3 separate regions of the Sus scrofa genome follow, and regions 1 and 2 are each linked to region 3. The links are chromatin contacts, called in public HiChIP or PLAC-seq maps. All regions are on one chromosome and are shown on one strand. The core of a region is the stretch at or near the end of the contact, and the rest is flanking DNA. Distances in the headings are between cores, read along the strand shown. Region 1 overlaps TANC2 (protein TANC2). Region 2 overlaps TANC2 (protein TANC2). Region 3 overlaps TANC2 (protein TANC2).

Region 1 (3,029 bases), core at 481-2,980, 260 kb after region 3:
CTCCAAAAGGGAATAGCCAGGAGTTCCCATCATGGCTCAGTGGAAATGAATCTGGCTAGTATTCATAAGGATGCCGGTTCAATCCCTGGCCTCGTTCAGTGGATTAAGGATCTAGCATTGCCATGAGCTGTGGTGCAGGTCGAAGATGTGGCTCGGATCTGGCATTGCTGTGGCTGTGACATAGGCCGGTTCGACCCCTAGCCTGGGCTTCCATGTGCCACAGGTGCGGCCCTAAAAAGACAAAAACAAAACAAAACAAAAAGGGACGAGCTGGAAGGTAGAAGGTACTCAGACAATATTTATCCACAAAATAAAATACCAGATGGAGGAGAATGGGCTGGGGAGAGGGAGTAAGCCGCAGGCAGGATAAGGTGACAGTCACTTAACTGCACACATTTCTTCTGTCTTTTTTCACAACCATTCCCCACACCCACCCTCCTACAATTTATTCATAACTCTGTCCAGTGTCCAGGAAATTTATTATGCCAGTTGGGTGGAAGAAGTCTCAATTCAGTCCTACCAGTAGGGAGTTAAATGAGAGCAGTTTCCCCTCTTCCTCCTCCTCTTCCATAGCCATTGACCATCAAATAACAGTCTACTTATTTCATGCCTGTTTTTAAAATATCTGTATTCATAGTCGTGGTCTATAATTTCTAGCAGTAGTTATTATCTGAATAACATAAACAAGTAGAATTTTTAAAAACACCTTTATTAAGCTGCAATTCACATACCGTGTAATTCACCCATTTAAATCATTCAATTCAGTGCTTTTTAGTATATTCACTGAGGGGTGCAGCAGTCACTATAATCTTAGAACATTTTCATTCCCCCTAGAAGAAATCCCATGCCCACTGGCAATTAATCTCCATTTCCCCCCTAGGTCCCTAACTCCACCCCTCGGTAACCACTAATTTGCTTTTTGTTCCTATGGGTTTCCCTCTTCGGGGCATTTCACCTAAATAGACTCATATCCTGTATGGTCTTTTGTAAGACCGTTTCTCTGAGTGAGTGTAATATTTCAAGAGTTGTCCGTGTTGTAGCATATATCAGTATCTCATATCTTTTTAATGTCGGGTCATGTTCCATCGTGTGGCTATACCGTATTTTATCCATGCATCAGTGGATGGACATTTGAGTTGTTTCCACTTTGGGGCAATTATGACCCTGGATTCTTTGAACATTTGTGTACAAGTTTTTACATGGGCATATGTTTTTAATTCTCTTGGGTACATACCTAGGAGTAGAATTGCTGGATCAAAGAAGAAATGAAATTTAACCCATCTTACTTTAGTTCGGAGTTTTATGATTATCTGATGCAAACATCTCATCTTTTTAATCCAGATGTGGATGCCAACAGAGAGCTGCCACTCACACAGCCACCGTCAGCCCACTCCTCCATCACCAGTGGAAGCTGCCCAGGAACTCCAGAAATGCGCCGGCGACAGGAGGAGGCCATGCGGAGACTCGCCTCGCAGGTACACTAGGATCGCGCGCTTGCAGGCATGCTGGTTCCTTTTTATCATCAAGGGGGCACAGGTAGGGAGACCCCTGGCCACATGAACAAAAGAACATACAGGTACACCGTGAGAACGTGGAGAAAGGGTTTCTTTCCTTGCTGTTCCTAGAAAAATACTTTACTGTTACGGAATCAGGGCCTTTGAAATAACCAGAGTCCCATGATAGATAAGGAAGTTAAAATGCAAACTCTGTGATTTACCCAAGATCATAGTAGGTAAGTAATCAGTGGTTTTTTTATTTTCATTCCTCACTTGAAACTCTTCCTGTTACACTACACTATCCATGAATGTTCATGGAGCTGGGTTTTACAGTTCTGTTTTCATCAAAGGAGCTTCTACACATGGTTTAGGAAATCACATGATGTTCAGACTTAACAATAAAAACCAGACATTCTCTTCCCCTCGTCAACCTACCCTCTCCCCAAGGCAGTCACCTTCTACATTGAGAGATGTTTCTCTGTTCTTTACCTCCTTGTTTCTAAATAATATTCATGTACTGCTCTAAATTTTAATCTGTTTCATATATGTTTGTTATTTATTACGGTGGATGAGAATTTTAACTCTTTCACCTTCCTTCCTCCCACTACCATCACAGTACAGTTACATCATAATTTTTGTATGAATCTGTGGTATAGTATTTGCAGTATTTGTATTGCACAAATATGGTTCACTGTGGAACCAAGGATAACATTTTCTTTTTGAGCAATTTTGCTTTTCCTGAGTAATGAAGCGCCTCATTTTAAAATTTGCTTTTATTCCTTCAAAACTCTAATGCTTTGTACAGTGCCTCTCAGTACAGTTTTCCTCATCAGTTACATCCTCCTGGGCCAGGAGACATTTATCCTAGAGCTTCATTGAGCTTTACCTGGACCTAGAATGCTCTCAAGGCTTAACACCTCGTTGTTAATCCTGGAAATTCCTGTTACTTTTTGATCCCATGTCATCTTCTTTCTTGATTCCTTATTTTGATGGAGCACATTTTCTAGTGGCTTGCATCGGAGGTAAGTTTTTTGAGACTTAATGTTCCTAAAAGCATCTTTATTCCATTCTTACACATTACTGTTTGTTTGACATAATATAGTTCAAAGTTAAAAGTTATTTTCCCTCAGAATTTTGAAGACATCCATCTTGAACTTCCAATGTTGCTGTTAAATAATACAGTACTATTCTTATTCCTAACTCTTATATATATATATGTGTGTGTGTGTATATATATATATGTGTGTGTGTGTGTGTATATATATATATGTGTGTATATATATATATGTGTGTGTGTGTGTGTATATATATATATATATATATATATATATATATATACACACACTTTTTTTCTCTCTTCAGAAGTTTTTGGAATCTTCTTTTTATCACCATTGTTCTTGTGTAAATTTTTTTTCTTATTCTGTTGAGTTACATTGATATCTGTTGAGCTGGAGTTTGCTGGGTTTTTTTTTTTTTTTTTTTTTTCGGTCTTTTTGCCTTTTCTAGGGCTGCACTCGTGGCATATGGAGGTTC
Region 2 (2,782 bases), core at 116-2,615, 300 kb after region 3:
TGATGTGTCAAACCAAGATTATAATCAGCAGGAGTTATTGCCAGCTTAGTGGGATATGACAGCACATTTTCTTTTTTGTGAGTAGAGCAACCTTCTCAGCTGTCTCTAGACTTTCCAAAAGCAGCAATCTCCATGTTTGGTAAAATCAACACTAATACCCTTTCCTTGCTCAACCGTAAGAACCTGCAGCTGTGAGACATGTATTCACTGTAGCCATCCGTGTATCCAGTTGGTTATACCATCCACATTTTACTTGTAAGTATCCGCTTATTTACATCACCGCAGACCACACCCTGGGCTCTCATGTGGGCTACTCTAGTGTCTTCATTGGTCCTCCTCTTCAGTCCATTCTCCATCAGCAGCCCAAGCAATTTCTGAAAAACACAAATCAGACCATGCAACCTCTCCTGAGAATCCTTCAGTGGCTTCTTGTGACTAGAATAAAATTGAAGCTGGATTCTTCAAAGCCCTTTGTTATAAGCTAGCTCTGCCTACTTATTCACCATTTTCTAGTCATAATTGGTTATCTGCAAGTTCCTAGAACTCGCTGAGCTCTTTTCCACCCCTGGCCCTTTGCACGTTAACAGTTGCCTCCATCTGGAGCTCACTTTCCCTCTGTCATCACTTGGGAGGATCTCTCTCCTTCAGATCTCTACTTAACGGCCACCTCCTTGTTCCACTTGTCAGCTAATCTAAGGAAGTCCTTCCGGGTTTTGTTATCCTGCTTACTCTCTGACACTTCTCACAGTCTTGTATTAATTTGTTGTCTGTGAATACTTATGTGTTGTCCACGTTACCCTCTAGAATGTGAGTGAATTCAGTGAGGACAGGAGCCTTCCTGTCACACTCATCATGGTCTTCCTCATCATTAATGAAGTGCATGGCACACAGCAAACACTCAGTACAAAAAAATAAGCAAGCAGTGAGTGAACAAAGAAATGGTCAGCGGCATTAATTTTTAAGCTTAAAACTGAAAGTATTTGAGAAACTCTTCTCACAGTTCAGTAGAGAGTATCTTCTGCTTCTTTGGTTACCACGCATCAGGATCAAGTGAAGACATGCATTTATGCACACATTCGGTGAACATGTATTAAGTAATATGTTCGAAGCTCTGTGTTAAACACTGCAGGGGATGGGTCTGTCTGCAGGACTTACAGGTTAGTGGATTTAACAGGCACATTTATAACTAGCTATCATCTAAGGCAGAGGGCTGTGCTGGAGATACCAACAAAGAACTGAGGAACTCGGAGGAGGAAGTGACAAATCTTCCTTTGCCTATTGTTGTTGTTTCAAACTGTGACAGTTCAATAGAGTCATAGCTCTTCTGCCTCATGAAGCCCTGCCAGATGCCTAGAGACTTCATTGGCAGAGAAGTGTCCATTCTCCTAGGGCCCGTGATGCATTAACACAACAGGAGGACAGTAGGAAACTGTGAGGCAGAGTGGGAGAAAGCAAATTTCTCTCCAAGTTCTGTGTTTAAAAAGAGACTGTGCTGTTGCATCCATTTCTACAAAAATACATCTCGGGCACACTTAGAGTCTCCTGCTTATCATCAGCTCTTTCATTTCCACATTGAATATGAAACAGGAAGACAAGCTGACTAGAAATGTATTTTGTATTCAGGTTCCATGAGAAAGCCACAAAAAGAACATGCCAAAGCAGTTACTAACTGATAAGCAGAAGCTGGAGGAAGGAATTTTTGTAAAGATGTGGGTGTCGTTTGCAACAAGCAGAGTGTAAGGCAGCAACCACCAAAGTTTAACTGCAGGCAGAATTTTTGAGATGAGAGGTGGAAAATATCAGGCTTGTCAATCTGTTCCCAATATTTGAGTCATCGTCCCACTCATTTCACAGTTGATCAGTGACAACAGAGATGCCTGCACATTCAGCACTGAATCAGGTAGCGCATTAGAAGTCCTGTGGATCTGGAAGTCCTGTGTTGCTCTTCCTTGAACCCATCTGCCTGGTATTTCTTCATTCATGGAACATTTACTGAACTTTTACTCTACACCAAGGATTATGCCACATACTGGAGAAACTTAGGTGAATAATACACCCCTGGCCCTAAAGCCATTTCCTCCTAAAGAGACATCCGACACAACCAATGACCGTGCCACAGCACAAAGTACCAAGGGAACCTAGACAAAAAGAATATGCTTTGCAGAATAAGTGACATTCAGGTTCAGCCTTGAGAGGTGAGTTGACTCCATTAAGCAGTGTCGGAGCAGGAGAGCACTGTGGGCAGGCTAGAAAATGTAATGGCAAGAGCAAAGGCAGGAATGACGACAAGAAGTGCCCTGGGGGAATTGTGAGAAACTCTCATTAGAAAAGGAGACACATGACCAGAGAGAGTGATGGGAAGGGTCCCTAGGAAAAAAGGCCTCGAATACCGTGTTTAAGACTTTACGGTTTGTTCTGTGGATAGCAGGAATTGCCTTTAATTTTGTGAGGAGGAGGAGACTGATAACTAATGAGCTAATAACTCTGATAATGTCCAAAATAGCTCTCACAAGCAGTCTATGGAAGATGAAGAAGTGGAGAGACTGCCTGTAGGGATAGTAATGATGAGGTTTAGAGCAATAGTCTAGGTGAAGGATACGAAGACCTGTCATGTGAGAGCAGAGAGTAAGGTAGACATTTGGAGATATTCGGAAGCACATGGTCTTTTTTGGTGAAGGGAAGGTGCATGTGGAGGGATCAAAAATGACTTCAGGGAGTTCCCGTCGTGGCACAATGGTTGACGAATCCGACTAGGAACCATGAGGTTGCGGGTTCGGTCCCT
Region 3 (3,005 bases), core at 188-2,687:
ATTCGATTCTACTATTTTTTTTCTCAGCAGAGGTATCCCAAGTGGAGAGGTTTGGAGCAGAGCATGTAAGAGAACATTTTTCTTTATTTGCTCTGGTCTGAGTCTCTCATATATGTATTTTGTATTAAAAGGAGTCATTGTTATATGAAAAAACCCTTGATTTTTGTGTATTAGTTTATTATATAGACACATCATGTTCAAGGTATATGAGTTAGATTTGTTATGTTGGGAAAGTTGGGGGATTTCTATGCAGTATATTAATACATTAAATCATTCCCTTAAATATTTATTGACTACCTACAATGTATTATATGTTTATTGACTTCCTGATAATGCCACCTTTACTCCTCCAGTCTTTCAGGTGAGGATAGGCATTTCATCTTCTTCCTTAAATAAAAGCTAAATTTGTAATTCAGAATTCTGTGTCTTGGGAGTTCCTTGTGGCACAGCAGACTGAGGATCTGGTGGCGTCACTGCAGCGGCTTGGGTTGCTTCTGTGATGCAGGTTTGATCCCTGGCCCAGGAACTTCTGTATGCCGCAGGGGCAGTTCAAGACAAAAAAACCAAAACAAAACCCAAACAGTTTTGTGTTGTAGATATTCATTCTACCTTTGGGAAAAATATAGTTGAAAAAAATGTTTTAAAGTTTATTACTTTCCTAAAGTTTCACTGACCATTGTTGATAAATTTTACTCTTTAAATGGTAAGAGTATCGTGAAAACAGTGACTTGTAGATGTCTTTTTATAAATGTCAGCAAGTACTGCAGACCTAAAATTCACAAAGAAAGTATATAAGCAATGGAAAACTTTTGTGATTCCAAACACTTATCTTTGGTCCAGGTAGCCATGCTTATTTCCTTGTCTGTAATACCATTATCATACATAGTTATGTCAGATGACATATCTGATTAGAGATTGACAACAAAGAAATAGGCACCAGTTTTTTCTTGGCAGGGAAACTCCCTTGCCCCACCTGTGGGGACATCTGTAAGTAGATTAGCTAATAAATTTGGAAATGGGAGTGGGTATGTATAAACTGTGATTTAATCATTTAGGCAGGAGACACTGCCTCAGATCTCAGTAAATTCCCTCTGCTTAAGTGAAGGAAGTTTCTTCTTAGCCCTTTGTTCCTAATTTTGTGTTAAGGGGTCCCACAATTTCTAGCTCTGACTGCTGAAATTTGATAAGGCAAAGCTAAGTCGCTTGATGGGTATGGGTACTCTAGAATTCTGTTTCTGTTCAAATTCCATGGAATCCTGTAGAGCTCCTGAGGATTGTGTTAGGGTGAATGAAGGTAATTAGCTTTAGTACACATGTGGAATGAAGAGTTACTACATACTCAAATTTTGCTTCAGCCTCACAGAATCTTAGCTCTTCCTTTTTTAGGGATTTAAAGAGGAAGAGCAACTTCCTTTGGAAGTTGTTATTCAGACATTGCTGTATTGTAGGATGACAACACTGTTGCTTTGTTGTAAGAAGCTTTTGAAATTTTAGAGTCATGAGACTGTATAGGAGAACATGAGTTTGTGAGTTTTGTTTTTTCATTGAATTTGTGAGTTTTTGAATCATGAAAACAAGGTCAAATTATCACTCGGTAGCTATTGTATAACGTGCTAAAAACTCTCTTGCAGGGTTTTGATGATGATGAAATAATTTCAGTGAAAAATCCTTAGGACGATGTCTGGTACTTAATAAATGATAATTTTTATTAGGTTTTGGGAAGTGACCTGTTTTTTGATGTGATCCTTTCCACAATATTTTACTAGCATTATCAGTCCAGCTTTTTCTTGTTATTTTGTCTTCATCTTTTTTTGGCTGCCCTGAGGCATATGCAGTTACCTGACCCAGGGATCAGATTGAGCCACAGTGTCAACCTTCGCCTGGATCCTTAACCCACTTGTGCTGGGCTGGGGATCAATCTATGTCCCAGCGCTCCAGAAATGCTGCTGATCCTGTTGTGCCACAGTTGGAACCCCTCTTGCTCTCTTTGTCAACCTAGCAAGGTTTTTTGAAAAATCCGTGTTAATTTGGCTACTCATTAGTTTTATTTGTGTCTTGATAATTTCTTTTATGGAGGATATGAAGAGAGCTGAAAGTTCTTGAATAACTGTAAACTTAAAAATAAAAACTCTTAGAAGCAGGATGCTCTTGGGCAGACTCCTAGTATGCATTTCTTTTTGTACTAGTTGCCTTTGCACCACAAACTGGTGAAAAATTAATTTTAATCTCTTCCCTAAGATGGAAAACCACAGCACTTGTTGAGACCTTGAGCCCTTTGACAGTTTTTTCAATTTGATCATATAAATATTTTCTACTTTTACAAGCATTTCATATTTTTGTAAATAACTCAAACTTTATGTGATAACTTTATCTGTGCCCCCCCTCCCCGCCACTATGTGCCGTATTGTTTGCTTTTTAAATTGTCTTTTAAAAAAATTTGTATGTGATAGTCAGGGTGGTTGGTTTTCTTTTGTGATCTGCTTAATAAAAAGTACTTGCCTATTTACAGTGTAAAATAATATACTAGAAAAAGTGCCCCTCTAAGTATTCAAACTCTCATTTTTTCCCCCAAGGTTCAATTATTTCTGTAACATTTTGCCTGTTTCTGCTAATTTGTGTACATAATGTGCGAGTAATTATTCATTGAATATTTTTCTTTAAATGCACTTAGCTCACTTTATCTTAATTTTATCCTTGGTTGTAATATCCATAAATTAATAAGTTTGTGCTAGTTGTAAAACAAAAACTAGTTTAATCCTGAAGATATCTTGCTTAATGCCTTGGGAAAGATCACTTGTGTGCAAATTTGGTTCTAGATTGGATAGTTTTGTATTTTTAAATAAATGAACTTAATAATGATTCCTCACCTTTAGATAATTTTTTTTTTTTTTTTTTGTCTTTTTGCCATTTCTTGGGCAGCTCCCATGGCATATGGAGGTTCCCAGGCTAGGGGTCAAATCAGAGCTGTAGCCACCAGCCTATGCCAGAGCCACAGCATCGTGGGA

Evidence for each region. HiChIP or PLAC-seq counts read pairs in DNA pulled down with a chosen protein or histone mark.
Region 1: an H3K27ac HiChIP or PLAC-seq map of alveolar macrophages shows a contact between it and region 3, with 2.2 times the contacts expected there. The contact joins two enhancer-like sites. A contact is called at or near these places in 2 of 47 Hi-C or Micro-C datasets (embryonic fibroblasts and epiblast stem cells) and 1 of 2 datasets of contacts at active chromatin or transcription factors (alveolar macrophages).
Region 2: an H3K27ac HiChIP or PLAC-seq map of alveolar macrophages shows a contact between it and region 3. The contact joins two enhancer-like sites. A contact is called at or near these places in 2 of 47 Hi-C or Micro-C datasets (embryonic fibroblasts and fetal heart ventricle) and 1 of 2 datasets of contacts at active chromatin or transcription factors (alveolar macrophages).

What each region holds. Positions count from the first base shown.
Region 1 is chr12:15,543,457-15,546,485 of Sscrofa11.1, reverse strand. TANC2 (protein TANC2) reads left to right here. Exons shown (of 27, transcript XM_021068126.1): 10 at 1,342-1,475. Among named protein-coding and RNA genes, the nearest start is that of CYB561, 100 kb to the right of the region's middle. Within about 2 kb of position 1,730, at least 1 of the 83 cell types and tissues checked has an H3K27ac peak or open chromatin away from gene starts, as enhancers often do. A contact at or near this core is called in alveolar macrophages, where this site is marked.
Region 2 is chr12:15,506,849-15,509,630 of Sscrofa11.1, reverse strand. The region is part of intron 13 of TANC2 (protein TANC2); the gene reads left to right. Among named protein-coding and RNA genes, the nearest start is that of CYB561, 65 kb to the right of the region's middle. Within about 2 kb of position 1,365, at least 8 of the 83 cell types and tissues checked have an H3K27ac peak or open chromatin away from gene starts, as enhancers often do. A contact at or near this core is called in alveolar macrophages, where this site is marked.
Region 3 is chr12:15,804,868-15,807,872 of Sscrofa11.1, reverse strand. The region is part of intron 1 of TANC2 (protein TANC2); the gene reads left to right. Among named protein-coding and RNA genes, the nearest start is that of TANC2, 7.5 kb to the left of the region's middle. Within about 2 kb of position 1,437, at least 6 of the 83 cell types and tissues checked have an H3K27ac peak or open chromatin away from gene starts, as enhancers often do. A contact at or near this core is called in alveolar macrophages, where this site is marked.